2 separate regions of the Mus musculus genome follow, and region 1 is linked to region 2. Evidence: chromatin contacts called from public promoter capture Hi-C data. All regions are on one chromosome and are shown on one strand. Each heading gives the region's core, a stretch centred on a gene start, on an enhancer-like site or on the middle of the called end of the contact. The rest is flanking DNA. Distances are from core to core; before and after follow the strand shown. Region 1 overlaps Mfsd14a (major facilitator superfamily domain containing 14A). Region 2 overlaps Dbt (dihydrolipoamide branched chain transacylase E2).

Region 1 (7,280 bases), core at 1,696-4,195, 96 kb after region 2:
GACAGCACCCTGTACGCAAAGCTGAGCTGAGTGCTGAGGCCAGGGGGAAGTAAGCGACTGCTCGCTCCCACTTGTCAGTGAACAACACTGGCTTTTGTTTTGCTTTTCTTAACCAGGAAAACAAAATATGTAATAAGCTGTCAGGGCTTTGTTGGCACAGAGTGCTGTGCTGTTTCCTAGTAACAAACTGATTAGATTAAATGCTCCTTAGAGATTTGATAGCTTAATAATCTCAGGGAGAAAAAGCCAGTGTGTAGCCTTCAGCCACTCTTGGATATATAAATATATGGGAAATTGTACTATGCATGCTTAAAGTGCAGCAAGAAACAGATTCAAGTCAATAGCTTAGCAAGGCTGGGGCTGGGTGTGTCATGTTTACCGGTAGAACTGCACTTGTGAGGGGGAGGGAGCCTTAGCTAAAGAAAAGACGGAAAGGGAGCAAGCCCCAGAACCCTTTTCATGGGGAGATGGCTGTGGGTAGGCTGCCCATGCCCCTGTAGGTGGCCCCACTTCCAGGCCAGGCTCACGAGGTCAGCACTGTTTTGGACTCTGGGTTAAGTTCACACACACCACATGTCTATGACGTTGGGACAAAGGTGTGTTGTGGAGCTGGAAAAGGATCGGGAAGCAGGTGGTAGTGGGCTGACAAATTATATCATACAAATAAAACTTCCAAAGAATATAGAAGAATTATAACATCCCAACATTTATACCTACCAAGGTTCGGAACCAAAGCCGTACCATGCCAGCTGCAATATTTGAAATCCCAGACCCAGTAAGATGGTGTTCTTATTTCCAATTGACCTCATGAGTAAACTCAAGACTATGGTCTGAAAGACAAACACAGTTATCACAAAAGAGTTTTGTTTTTCCTCTCTTTTAAAAAACTTGCATTTATTTATTTTCAGGAACTGATTTTCTCCCTGATGGCAAGTACCTTTACCTACAGAGCCATCTTGCTGGCCCATGTCACAAAGTCTTTAAAAAGAGACAAGAAAAAGTGTTTCTTTCCTCTAATGAAGTAGCTTTTAACCCACGTGCAGAGTCAGCGCTAGAAAGCTCCAGTCACACTTTCTATCTCCTTACTTAACACCTACAGAGGCCCACACTGACAAACACCTCCGGGCTCCTGATGGAGAGGACCATCATCTAACAGCCTGAAGGAAATCCAAAGCCACGTGAGCCCTGTGGTGCTCTGAATGAGAACGGCCCCCTTCAATCATCTGTTTTCAATACTTGGCCCCAATATTGGTGGAACTGTTTGAAAAATATTAGGTATGGCCTTGTTGGAGGGGGATGCCACTGGATGTGGGCTTTGGGACCTCAAACACCCCACTGTTCTCAGCACTCTGCTCCTGCATGTGGACCAATCAAGCTCTCAGTACTGCTTCAGCATCAGCCTATTTAGCAGATGCCATGTCCCCACCAGCTTCTATGTTCTGGAACTGTTAACCACAGACTCAACTTTCTATAAATTGGCATGGTCATAGTGTCTCATCACAGAAATACAAAAGAAACAAAGATATACCTCAATGCTATCCTATGGCCGCATAAACTTCATCTAAGCCTGCTGTTGAAATTGTGAGGATTCTATGAACTATGAAGTAAGATTCAGGCAATTTATATTTAAGAGCACAGAGTTTGTAAAGACATGATGGGCACAATCTTTGAGATCTTGGATGAATCCACTTCAGTTTTTTTCTTACCAAGTAGAACTAACAGCAGCAAGTTCAGAATTCAATACTGGATGATGAAATGAATCATATGAAGTGCTTAGAGTTGTGCCTAGCACATAGGAAGCATCTCATAAATGGCTTTATCGGTAGATGGACATTCCCATTGTTCTAACGTACATGAAATTCAGCAGGGATTAGGTAGGGCATCAAAACTAACTTTGCTACTCTAACTACTGTGGAACATGCGCACAAAATGACTAAGTCTGTAGAAGCGGTACCCAAATCACTCTCATTACTTCCTGACACATCAGATAATTAGAATGAAAGTTGAAATTTAATCATTTAACTTTTTATGAGGTTTGGTGACAAAAGCAAAACTTCTTTTACAGCTAGGTGTGTGGTGACTCAGGTCTCTAGCCTGAGGCTAGTCAGGAGAACTGACCTATGTTTGAGGCCAGCCTAGGCTACAGCTGAGTTCTAGGTTAGCATGAGTTAGAATCTCTGAGTCCTTGCCTCAAAAAAAGATTCCTAGAAGGATTTTCAAATGAGAACCCATGACCACTGGACCAGACTCCTAGAAACATCTGAAGACTCAGCTTTCTTCTCTAAGACTCTGGTAGAAGTGCACAGCATACAGGACAAAGTCCCTGGGCCTGTCCACCTTGTGGGATTAGACTCTGGTAGCCACGCCACAAAATGCCCCACCCAGTAGCTTGCCAGGATAAGATCAATTCACGGGGAAAAAAAAAAAACTGGATAAAGCTAGTATTTCACATGTATGAGAAAATTTCAACTTTTATTTCCTCTAATAAGATTTTGGGTATGCTCCATCCACTTCCTTATACTGTGGGTAGACAGTATTACACGTGACAACTTACATATTAGGACGACTAGAATTTGTAAACTCCAAACTGCTAAGTCTTAGAGCTATAAATCCAGCATCCCACAAGAACTTGTGAAACTTGTTTGTCATAAGGAGTCACTTCCCTTGCCTCTGGCAAAGGGACAAGTGGCTCACTGGCCTCCTGGCTCCTCAGTCCTATTCACAAGTATCCTGTGCCCTCCTTTCTCTCCTCCTCACACCCACTGCCTCCTAGTCTCTCGTTAGTCCCGATTCCTAGCCTCTGCCCTGGTCTCTTCCAAACGCCCTTGGCTGTTCTCTCGTACCTGCAATAAAGACTTTCTCCTAGTGAATAGTCATAGTTTCTTCACTACACCCTCTTACGTTCTGGGAAAGTGCACTCAAGGCCATCCCTAAACATAGTACTTACACCTCAAAAGTCCTGCTTCCTCTTAAGACTCTAGGGCAGTGGCTCTCAGCCTCATGTTGTGCTGATCCCCAACCTTATCCATCTGTTTTTGTTGCTACTTTATAACTTTAATCTTGCTGCTATAACTTATAATGTAAACAGCTGATCTGTGACCCCATGGGGTCATGGCCCACGCGCTGAGAGCCTCTGCTCTAGGGGCTCACAGGGTAGAAAGCAGGCCCTCGGCATTGGTGCCCCCAGAGTGATATGCCCTGCTAAAAGACAATCACCTTGATGAAATCCCCTCAGCCTGAGGCAGGCACCCAGCTGAAGGGCCAGCTCTGGGCACAAGCGTGCACTCTTCCGGGATGTGAGGCTCAGGAAGCTGACACTTCCCAAAGGAGATCCCAGCTACCAACAAAGCCTCTTATAAAACAACACCTACGGCCCATCACTCAACCCAACCGGCTAATACTGCTAATTTATGACCTTTCTCAATTTAAAAAGCCAGGACCAAGAAATCCTAATTCAGGAATGAGTTCAGTAAGAAAGACCCTGGGAACACACACACACACGCACGCACAACAACAATACTTCTCCTTGTGTATTGCTAGCCTGTTTACCTTGTAAGTGGGAGCCAAAGGTAAATGTACTTTTTTAAGGGAACTAGAAGTCACTCAGAAACAGAATCCAGAAATACTGGTCACCTCCCTTCCTGGGGCCACATCCTGTGTATAATCACTAAGTCAGACTCTGTAAGAATCTCTCACACCCAAAGACTAAAAGACCCACTGTGACAACAATCCCTGTTTACCTGCTGGCCTTCCACGAGCCCCCTGGAATTTACTCCCTAGCCCTTTTCCCCTTACCCACACCAGCAGTGCCAGACAGGCCTCTCTGCTTTCTTATTCACGCACCAGGAGCACTCTCACCCTTGGGGCATTAATCTCAATATTCAGCAACTTAGAATTCTCCTCAGCTATATCTGTACATCCTTGACCAGATGCCACCTTGTATATAAGTACTCCTCAAATTACCCCTACCCATAAAACCCTATTCAAGTTTCTCCACCACTTCCTGTTCCTTAAAGTTATGTCAGCAACATAAACAAAGTTTCCAATTGACCCATCCAATCTGTCTCATTCCCTAGAATACAGTCTGGATAGCAGGAATCATCTGCAGCTTAACCAGGGTCTGTCAGTACTGTGACCTCCAGTAACTATTTGAAGAGTAAATTCACAGAGCAAGGAGTCCTGACAGGAATCAATAAACGGTCATGACAGGTACAATAAACTATATGTACCCATCCAAAACTCTCATCAATTACTAGCTCTGCTAGCAAGTTTTTAACTCTACAGATCAGACTTGTTTCTAGCCAGGCATGGTGGCAGAGGCCTTTAGTCCCAACACTTGGGAGGCAGGAGGATCTCTGTGACTTTGAGGCCAGCTTGGTCTACATAGTAACTTCTTAAAAGAGTTAGAACTACTTACTTAGAGAGAGCCTGTCTCAAACAAACAAAAAAAGGTCTCACCAAAATGCCTGTCTTAATTAGGGTTTTACTGCTGTGAACAGACACCATAGCCAAGGCAACTCTTATAAGAACAACATTTAACTGGGGCTGGCCTACAGATTCAGAGGTTCAGTCCATTATCAAGGAGGGAGCATGGCAGCATCCAGGCAGGCATGGTGCAAGAGGAGCTCAGAGTTCTACATCTTCTTTATCTAAGATTGGCTTCCAAACTGCTAGGAGGAGGGGCTTAAAGCCCACGCCTACAATGACACACTTCCTACACCAAGGCCACACCTCCTATAGCACCAAGCATATTCAAAGTAGCACAAGGCCTTTACTGAGTAAAACCTCATTTGGATGACATCAGTTTAACTAAAGCAGAAACTCACCTGTGCAATAATGGACAGAATGCCAAGGACTGCTATGAAGGCTGCCACACTTTCTGGGGAAAATTTCATTATCTAGAAGGTTTCCAAAACAAGTAAAATTAATGAAAAAGGAAGCACAGCACATATATACTCATGTAACACTAGTACATGTACGATTAAATGGCTAGAAAAATGACTATTGACAACTTTTCATTCTAATTTTAATCATACACATTTTTCCTTCAGGAAAAAAATGGCTTATCATATTTAAAATACCTTCTTATATATAATAGACCTCTTTTATTTGGCCATAACTAAGCTATCAAGCACCCAAAACCATTTTAAAAATAAGTACAACATGAGGTCCTGGTTTCACCTCCAGTACCAAGGATGGGGAGCATAAGGCGGCCGTGTGGCGGAGGTTAAGCTCTTGTTGGCCATTCGTTTATAAACGTGTTGTGGGGCAGTTCTACAGTCACCTGGGAAGAGAGAACCTCTACTTAAAGCTTTCATCAGCCTGGCCTCTAGGCGAGTGTGTGGGGACATTTCCTTGACTCTTGACTGATGGAGGAGGGCCCTGCACACCATAGATGGTACCACTCTGGAGCACGCGGTCCTGGAAGGAGCAAGCAGAAAGCAGCATTCCTCCATAGTGTCTGCTTCACTTCCTGCTTCCAGGTTTCTGCCCTGATTCCCTCCAAAGATGGGACTGTACATGGAATATAAGCTAAATAATCCTTTCTTGCCTGAGTTGCTTGTGGTGAGTGTTTTATCACAGCAATAGAAGGCAAACTAGGACAAGTATTCATTTTAAAGATGACCACAGCTCCTGTTTTTACAGCGCTCAACATGACAAGCTTGCTTTGGTAGGACGGCCTTACCTGTCTGAGGTATAAGAAGAAGCTGGAGTACTGGCCGGCTTCAGGTAGGTAGGAGAGAAACACCGTGATACAGATCAGCAGCACTATGGAGTCTTGGCCCACTTTTTTTAAAGACTAGAACAGGAGAAACACAACACATGCTCACATCAAAACCTCACGCTTACAACTAGTTCTCTTTTTTTTCATCCTACTCAAACTAGTCTGAAAAATATTTCAAAGTGTTAAAATGTTTTTTGGTTTTTTGAATTCCTTTTGGTGGTGCATGCTTCTATTTGCAGAACTAAAGAGGCTGATACAGAGTGATCTCCAATAACAGGCCACCTTGGGCTGCATAGCAAGACCCTGTTAATAATAAATATACAGATAAACTTTAAGATGCCCCCCGGCCCCCAAGCATCCAGAGAGAAGTATCTATCTGCATCCCACTGAGTCAGGTATTCTCTTTTGCCAAGGGAAAACTTACTGCAAAGGGGTCAGCCTGTTCCCATGAAATGGGAGCTCCCCACGATGCTGGCCGCATCTTCTCAGGCAATGACTCTGGCACAGCAACAAGGATAAAACAGATGTCTAGCAGAGCTATTGCTGTAGCAAGGACCACCACTAAGCTGTCCCCATACACTCGTCCAAGGTAAGCTCCAATTGCAGGGCTGGTAACTAAGCTGGCAGCGAACGTAGCAGAAACCTACAATCAAGAACAGAGAAGGGGTTTATGTGGGGCTCCCCTGTCAACACCCATCCTGCTCTGCAAGCCAGGCGCAACTGTACTCTTCCTGTGCTCCCTCGCAGGAAGGTCAGCACATCGGCTTCTTGCTTAAGGAGATGATCCAGCCTCTCAAACTTCCTTTTAAACTTTGGAGCCTTTTGTGTGAGTATATCCTAAAGACCAACTCATAGGAGAACAGACCTACAAGCCAACAAGGAACTGAAAGGTGACTGGCTGGGGAAGTGAGGAGCCCAGAGCCCATGAACAACACACCCTTCCTGCCCTATGCTGTCCTCAGCACTGTATCCATCCCTTGCACTCTCTATAAACAGTCTCAAATCATTCACTGCTGTAAGGGAATCAATTTCACTGTGAGTTTTCTCATCAAAATTAAATAGATAATTAAATGTTTATGATGATACATATTTAGGGCTAGCTGAAATCAGACTTAGAGACTTTTAACAGAAGGACCAGGAAGAGCAAAAATACCTGTCACTGAGACCTTCTTTCGACCTCTAAAGAGGTGTGGACAAGCCTAGCAGAGGCAAAGATTAGAGAGAACCCAGTAACCCCAGACAAAGCTGGCTCACCACACAGTGAGCTGCAAATCAGCAGATGTGAAAGCAGATAACGCCTAATCAAAACCATGGTCTTCAGAAGGAACTAGAAATTAGAGCCAGGATTGCTAACTGCCTATCTAGAGTGAGGCCCTATGTTCACTCCAGTATTCAGAGAAAAAAGAAAGAAGAAATGAAAATGGAAACTTTACTGTTTCTATGCCATTTTGGCTTTTGAATGTAGCTAATCAACACAATAGTGTTTATTTGCAACTTTATGAATAATGATTAAAATGAATCCAGGTATTTTTTTAAACATTCACTCATGTATGTA
Region 2 (7,283 bases), core at 987-3,486:
TCATGTATGTACCCACAGAGGCTAAAAGAGGGTGACAGTCAGATCTCCTGGAGCCAGAGTTAGCAGGCAGTGGCGAGTCATTCAGCTGGGGTCCTCTGTAGGTGTAGTGCATGCTCCTAAGTACAGAGCCGTCTCCCCACTTGAAGCTAGGAAGAGAACCCTGCTGACAGTTGAGGGAAGCCTGAAAGAGAGGGGAAGAGGAAAGTTCCAGTTTGAGCTGAAAGGAGACATGAAGTGGCCACACATAACAGTAGTATTCGTTTCCATGTCTTCAACACATCCACGGGGAGGCTTCTGAGTGTGGCACTGCTGGGTCACTGGCAGTGACATTAACAGCCACTGCAAAGCAGCTACCGTGTGTCAGGCTTCGGTAAGCAAGCTCCAGACAGCTATCCCTTACATCTCAGTGGTATTCCAGATGTGCAGATAGTACATTCTCCACTTCCCTCTGAAGAAAACTGGGCCTCAGAGTGGCTGACAGTCTTCTCACGGACGTTCTAGTCTGCTCTGGTCCTGCTCTGGCCTCTCCTCATTCGACATGGCTCCTCCCGCCCTTTCTTCACAGTCTGCCAGGACAAATCATCTTTCACTCAAATTGAATCGGATCCCGATTCTTTCAGCAGTTTCCCTTCAGTGCCTTTAGGATGATTTCCCAAGTCCTTAGTGTGGCCTACAAGTCTCTGCTGGCTACCCCTCCAGTCTCCTCAAAACCACTCTCTGCCCACTCTGTTTTAATCACATTGAGCTGAAATATCCACCAGGTCTCTCCCTCTGTCTCTCTGTGTCTCTCTGTCTCTGTCTCTCTCTCTGTTTCTCTCTCTTCTCTCCCTATTTTGTTTTGTTTGTTGTTTTTTGCAACAGTTTCACTAGCTAGCCCAGGCTGGCCTGAAACTCACAGTCCTGCCCCAGCCTTCCTAGTGCTGAACTGAGATTACAGGCATGAGCCATCTCTCCTGGCCTCCTCTTTCAAATATCTGTGCATTTTAAATATGGGATCCGTTCAGATATAGACTCCAGAATCCCTCTGTGGCTCCCACTGTCACCACATGCTATTGCTGCCCACTGTGGTGCGCTTTAGTGTGCTGCTGTTGTTAGCCTGGTTCCCTTCTCCAGATACTGAGCCCCTGAGACACAATGTGTTCTCCTTTAGCATCTGCCCTGCAAATGGATAATCTCTAAGCATGGAAGGTCATGGATGTCTCCAAATGAAGGTGGGGGGAGGGCATCTGGACTCTGTTAGGGGTAGAGAATCACCTATAGAGGTGTCACTCAAAGTTGTGTGAATGAGAGGGCAGCTCGGGGCTTTACAGCAGTAGGTAGAACCTGAATTAGCAAGGAAAGTGGTGATAGCATGAGCTCCTTAGAAGACAGATAATTGGTTTCCATTACTGTATAGCAAACTAACTACTCCCAAATTTAATGGAATAAAGCATCGGTTGTTTATGGATTCTCATGAGGTAAACTGGGTATGAGTCTGCTGACCTTGGCAGGAATCTCTCCCTTCTACAGAAACTTGCAGTTGGCCAGAGGGTGACTGTTGTAGGAAGGCCCAGCAGGGATGGCCCCTTCTCTTCTGTACTGTCTTCCTTCTCCTCAGCGTGCTCCTCTGTCTCAGCCCTGGAGCAGGTGAAGAGAAACAGCAGAAGTGCTGAGGCTTTTTTGTTCCCCATTCTGCCTCCCAGGGAAAGACCTGGCCCCTTCTGAAGTCAGGATAGACCAGCTCTCAGACAACTGGGTCTCTTTTACCGCTGTGTTTCTTCATTGTTCATTGAACTTGTTCTGTTCCCACTGGCCAAAGCCAGTCACCTGACTAAGCTGGGAGCTTAACTACCAAAGGGTGCAGATGCACACAGGGTGTCATGAAAAGCTAGAGTCATTACTTCAGCCTCCACACTCAGAGACAAGGACAATGCTTTAAGCAGATAGGTAGCAGTTTGTTTCGCCAAGGTTAAACAGGAGAGAGTTAGTAACAGGCTGTTAGCATAATAACCACAGGGCCTTGAGTTTGCCAAGGCCCTGCAGAGGCAAGACCTGTGGGCTGTTAGCTGAGGAGGTGTAGGGATTAGAGACCCTGAGATAGTCTGGTAAGAGGCAGCCTGCAGAAGAGAAGGTGATAAAGAGGTGGTAAAAAATATAGCCTTCTTCCTCTGTAAAAGAAGGCTGAGGGAACGTTTCACCCCCTCAAGGAAGCAGGGGGCTGATTATACCCTGAAAGAGTGAACTGGGGAAGGGAAGTAGAGGAAATGTGTGGGGTGGACTGTTGGAGAAAGGCCCAGCATTAGGGGAACTGAGAGGAAGACTGGCAAGAGGGCACCACCCTGTCTTCCTGACCCTCCCCATCCTGCCTCCCGGGGAAAGACCTGGCCCCTTCTGAAGCCAGGATAGACCAGCTCTCAGACAACTGGGTCTCTTTCACCGCTGTGTTTCTTCATTGTTCTAGCTAAATGAATAATAATCTCTTGGTATTTTCAAAAATAAGTTTTGCGAATTTTATTTTAAATTTAAATGTAAATTTTAAAACCTTTAAAAATACTACAAAGTATGAAATGTGGGATATATATCTATATCTACATATCTTGTATTATCATTTGCAAAAATATTATACTCAAACCTCCATTTCTATTGGTCCTACTTTTGACTAACTTCAGGTGTGGATTTTTATTTGCTTATTCTTGTTCTTGTTCTTGGTTCCTGGCTGGCCTGAACTTGCTTCTATAGAACAGACTGTCTCAGTCACAAGAGACTCCATAGCCACAGCCTGTTGTAACTACACTAGTCACTATGAAAGATCTCCGTCTAAACCGTCTTTGAATGTCCTGAACATTTGGGATCAGGGAGACATTTCGAAGTTAGGGAACTCAGCCCATGCGCAGGAGAGAATGATATGAAGACAAAGGAAGTTTAAAGAGCAGGGGAGGGGTGGAAGGGGGCAAACAGGAATGTGTGCCTGCCAGCAGGTGGGCTCTGCCAGCTCTGCCCCTGACCAGGCCAAGGGCACCCGTGGAACCCGTGGCCTCTAATGATCGCTTTGAAATTACTGCCCTGTGTCCCTTCCTGCATGGTTATATTGAAAGTCCCCTTCCTGTTTGCAGGTGACCTGCCCGTTGCATCGTTTGTTTCTCCATGGTTAGGGCATCCTAGCTTCACCTTGGTTAGAGATCCGAGTTTCTGGAAGGGAGAAAGCTGTGTGCGCGTGGCCTTGAGTTCGAGCTCTCTTTCCCTCTGCCCGGCTACCTTCTGTCACCTGCAGTCCTCCATGCCTGTGTGAGGCCAGAGTGTTCATGGCGACTTCTCTTTCCTGTTAACAGGCTGCTTCTCTGGGACTCCTGCAGTTTCCTATCCTCAATGCCTCCGTGGACGAGAACTGCCAGAACATCACCTACAAGGTTGGCTATGCATTTTGAAAATCTTCGATTTAATAGAAGATAGGCTACTCAAACACTGGCCCTTTTTCAGACAGGAAAGAAAGGTATATAGCATAGGCCATTAAACTTAGGCTTCAGTCTGTTGGCTTTGCTTTTGCTGTTTAATAAGGATTTTGTTCAGCTGTGCAGTGTCCCCTTCAAAAGTCTTGTTGATTTCCCATTTAATATAGCGGAACTACCCTGGTAGTAGCACACGCCTTTAATCCCGGCACTCAGGAGGCAGAGGCAGGTGGAGCTTTGTGAGTTCAAGGCCAGCCTGGTTTACAGAGAGAGAGTTCCAGGATAGCCAGGGCTACACAAAAAAAACATTGCCTTGAAAAACCAAAATAATAAACAAACAAATAAACAAATAAGTGGAATTATAAGTGTGTGAGGCAGTGAAGAGTTCCCCGTGTGACTCAGCATCCCAGAAGCTTGGCCTCTCGAGATTACAGTGTGGACTCTGAAAAAGAGAGCAGTTGCTAAAAAGTGTGTGTAGGTAGGCATGTATGTCTGCATGTGCTATGTGCCCGTGAGTGCAGGTGCCTTGGAGGCCAGAGGCCTCCGCTCAGCTGGAGGGATGGACTGTAGAGAGCCTCCCGATGTAGGTGCTGGGAACTTAATTTGGGTCATCTGGACAGACAGCACGTGCTCTTAACCACTGAGCCATCTCTCCAGCCCAAAAGAGTAATTCATCATTCTTTTTTTTTCGAGACAGGGTTTCTCTGAGTAGCCCTGGCTATCCTGGAACTCACTTTGTAGACCAGGCTGGCCTCAAACTCAGAAATCCGCCGGCCTCTGCCTCCCAAGGGCTGGGATTAAAGACGTGCACCACCATGCCCGGCTATAATTTTTTTTTTTAAGTAATACATTTAGATCCAGGTTGAGTGAGGTCTTCAGTTTGGAGTGAAAGTGTCTTAAGACAAAATTCTTGCCGTATTAATTCCTATATTCACTTCTCCTTACCTTAGCAATCCTCAGCTCGTAGTCAGGTTAGGGAGAGTCAAGACGGTTGCTCAGTGGTTAGTGCTGACACAGCACCACCAAAACACAGAGACCAAGGGTTCATGCGCTTAGGTAGTATAGGGATCGGGTCAAAGCCCTTCAGTGTGCCTAATACAGTGGACTGTTTATTTTCATCTTAATCCTTCCTAATTAAATGTAGCTTGTTTTTAAAAACTTAGAAAAAAATGTTTGCTTTCAATCCTGTGGCCTCAGATAATTTCCTGTTCACAATGATAGTCTTCCAGGAATTCATTGAAGTAATACATATTTTTCTTTAATTTGCTTTTCTCTTTTTCATTTAAGTATTGTGGATATCATCATAAGTCAATAGATATGATATGGTCATGTATTTCCTCCGTGACCTTCTGGCAAATACGCTGATTGTTACGAAACCACATGATGCTGTCGCCTGGTTAACTCCTTCATCCTTTTGCATTGATTCCCTTAGCTCCATTTTTTACAATTACTGTATGTGTCTTCTAAAATAGTCTTTTAAGTTTGGTTAAGTTATTTTGCTTATTTTACATTTATTTTATCTTGGGTAGGGCACTGGTGCCACTTCCCCACCCGGATTCCAGAGTTTCCGCTCAGGTGGGCAGCTAGCACCCACACCCACTGCTCTCTCGTTCCCCAAAACCCTTCCTTCCAAGTTACTTCCATTCTAGTGAAAATAGTGACTTTCATCATTTGGCCTTCTGGCTTTGTAAGATATGATCTTGCCAGACGGCACAAGCAGGCTTCAAACCATCGCTCTTCCTTCCTCAGCCTCCTGGATATTCAGATTACAGGCGTAGGGTGTCTATACTTGCTTGGCAAAATAGTTTGGTATCTTTGTTTTAGAAGGCAGCAGAGTTTATCTTTTCTTTGCTGTAAGTTATGTATTAAACATTTTACTGGGGGCTGGAGAGATGGCTTAGCGGTTAAGAGAACTGACTGCTCTTCCAGAGGTCCTGAGTTCAATTCCCAGCAACCACTTGGTGGCTCACAACCATCTGTAATGGGATCTGATGCCGTCTTCTGGTGCGTCTGAAGACAGCTACAGTGTACTCACATAAAATAAGTAAATAAGTCTTAAAAAAAAAAGTCCTACTAAATAATTTTTTTCCTTCCTAGGCTTCTCACAACATTGGGATAGCAATGGACACTGAGCTGGGGTTAATTGTCCCCAATGTGAAGAACGTTCAGGTCCGCTCTGTATTTGAGATCGCCATGGAACTGAACCGCCTCCAGAAACTGGGCTCTTCCGGTCAGCTCGGTACCACCGACCTTACAGGAGGGACATTTACTCTTTCCAACATTGGATCAGTAAGTCATGCTACTCACAGTTATAAGTGTAACTTGAATTTCGGATCACCTGGTCCAGTAAAATACAGCTTGTAATCTATCGGGCATTCCCTGAAAGCTAAATTTTCCCACTCTTCTCAGATCGGTGGAACCTATGCCAAGCCAGTGATATTGCCACCGGAAGTAGCCATTGGTGCCCTGGGAGCGATTAAGGTATGTGTAGTGAGGAACTGCAGGACAATCTTAGTAAGCTGGAAGACTAAACATGAGGAAGACTCAGTGTTGAAGGTTATCTCCCACTTTGCAGTTTGCATTGTGTTGGGTAGCTCAGTCCGCCCTTTCCTTCCCTCTCTTGAACTAGATCAGAGGTCACTGTGCCATCCCAGCTGGCTCAGATGCCGGGTCCTGCCATGCTGTTCACCCGCTGGGATTACAGCTGTATGCCACCATGCCTGGCAAGATGCTGATTTCTTGGTCTTCAAGGCACTTGTATTTTGAACAATAATCTCGGTGGCTTAAAGAAAAATGATCTGTGGCCATGTTTTAGAACTCTTAGAATAGAGGGACAGGGCTATGACACTGTGTGTGTGTGTGTGTGTGTGTGTGTGTGTGTGTGTGTGTGATGCTCCACACACAAACTACAGCACTTGTGTAGAGGTCAGAGAGCAATTAAGGAATCAGTTCTCTCCTTCTACCATGTGGGTTCTAAGGTTCAAACTCAGGTAATGAGGCTTGGCAGCAAACACCTTTATCTGTTGAGCCATCTTGCCAGGCCTGTCTATTAAATCTAATAAGTTAGAACTTACATTTTGTATATTTCTTATTAATAGCTGAGGGGTTTTGTTTCTCTCTCTCTCTCTCTCTCTCTCTCTCTCTCTCTCTCTCTGTGTGTGTGTGTGTGTGTGTGTGTGTGCATGTCTTCATGTGCTTAGAGGCTAAAGTGTGTGTGGGTGTTCCGCTGTATCACTCTGCACCTGTGACCCATTCCTTTGACCCATGATCTCTTGCTGAACCTGGAGCTTGAGATGAGTTTTGGCTAGGCTGGCAGTCAGCAAGCCTGAGCCAACCCTTCTGTCCCCATCGTCCTGCTCTGGACTCACAGGTGTGTGTAGGTCACACCCAGGTTACTGCTTAGGTCCTGGGATCTGAATGCTAGTCCTCATTCTGGCTCAGCAACTGTTCTTAGTGCTGAGCGGAACGAGGTCTGTGGCCCCAGTAGCTGATTTTTAATGTACATTTTGCTTTTTTATCATTTACTTGATACCACAGACGGAACTTGCACATGCGAGTCAAAAACTCTGTCAGTATGCTACTCCCAAAGCCCTTGTGTATGTTTTTTCAGAATAGCCCATCATGGCTTGGGATTCTCATTTTTAAGCTGGAGAAACCCTGCTTCTTATTGCATGCTGTCTGTCACCTGCTCTGGCAGTGACCACAGTGGCATCTCCCACCTGTCCCCTACAGTGGTTAGCAGCCTGGCTTTCTGTTCCTCTAACACTCCCATCGTGCCCCAGCTCCTTGTCGCATGTCCTTGCTGCCTTCAGAGAGGAGTCCGTGTACTTCCTTGTCTCAGTTCTCTTCTCTCTGCGA

The links. Capture Hi-C pulls out chosen DNA fragments and counts their contacts.
Region 1: a contact with region 2 is called in a promoter capture Hi-C map of adipose tissue. The contact joins two enhancer-like sites. A contact is called at or near these places in 1 of 484 Hi-C or Micro-C datasets (liver) and 3 of 9 other capture datasets (adipose tissue, liver and pancreatic islet).

What each region holds. Positions count from the first base shown.
Region 1 is chr3:116,635,561-116,642,840 of GRCm38.p6, forward strand. Mfsd14a (major facilitator superfamily domain containing 14A) reads right to left here. Exons shown (of 12, transcript NM_008246.2): 6 at 6,150-6,368; 7 at 5,687-5,800; 8 at 4,827-4,898; 9 at 718-830. Among named protein-coding and RNA genes, the nearest start is that of Mfsd14a, 23 kb to the right of the region's middle. Within about 2 kb of position 2,946, at least 49 of the 459 cell types and tissues checked have an H3K27ac peak or open chromatin away from gene starts, as enhancers often do. A contact at or near this core is called in adipose tissue, where this site is marked.
Region 2 is chr3:116,540,460-116,547,742 of GRCm38.p6, forward strand. It overlaps Dbt (dihydrolipoamide branched chain transacylase E2), which reads left to right. Exons shown (of 11, transcript NM_010022.4): 8 at 3,309-3,386; 9 at 5,523-5,714; 10 at 5,835-5,906. Among named protein-coding and RNA genes, the nearest start is that of Lrrc39, 19 kb to the right of the region's middle. Within about 2 kb of position 2,237, at least 34 of the 459 cell types and tissues checked have an H3K27ac peak or open chromatin away from gene starts, as enhancers often do. A contact at or near this core is called in adipose tissue, where this site is marked.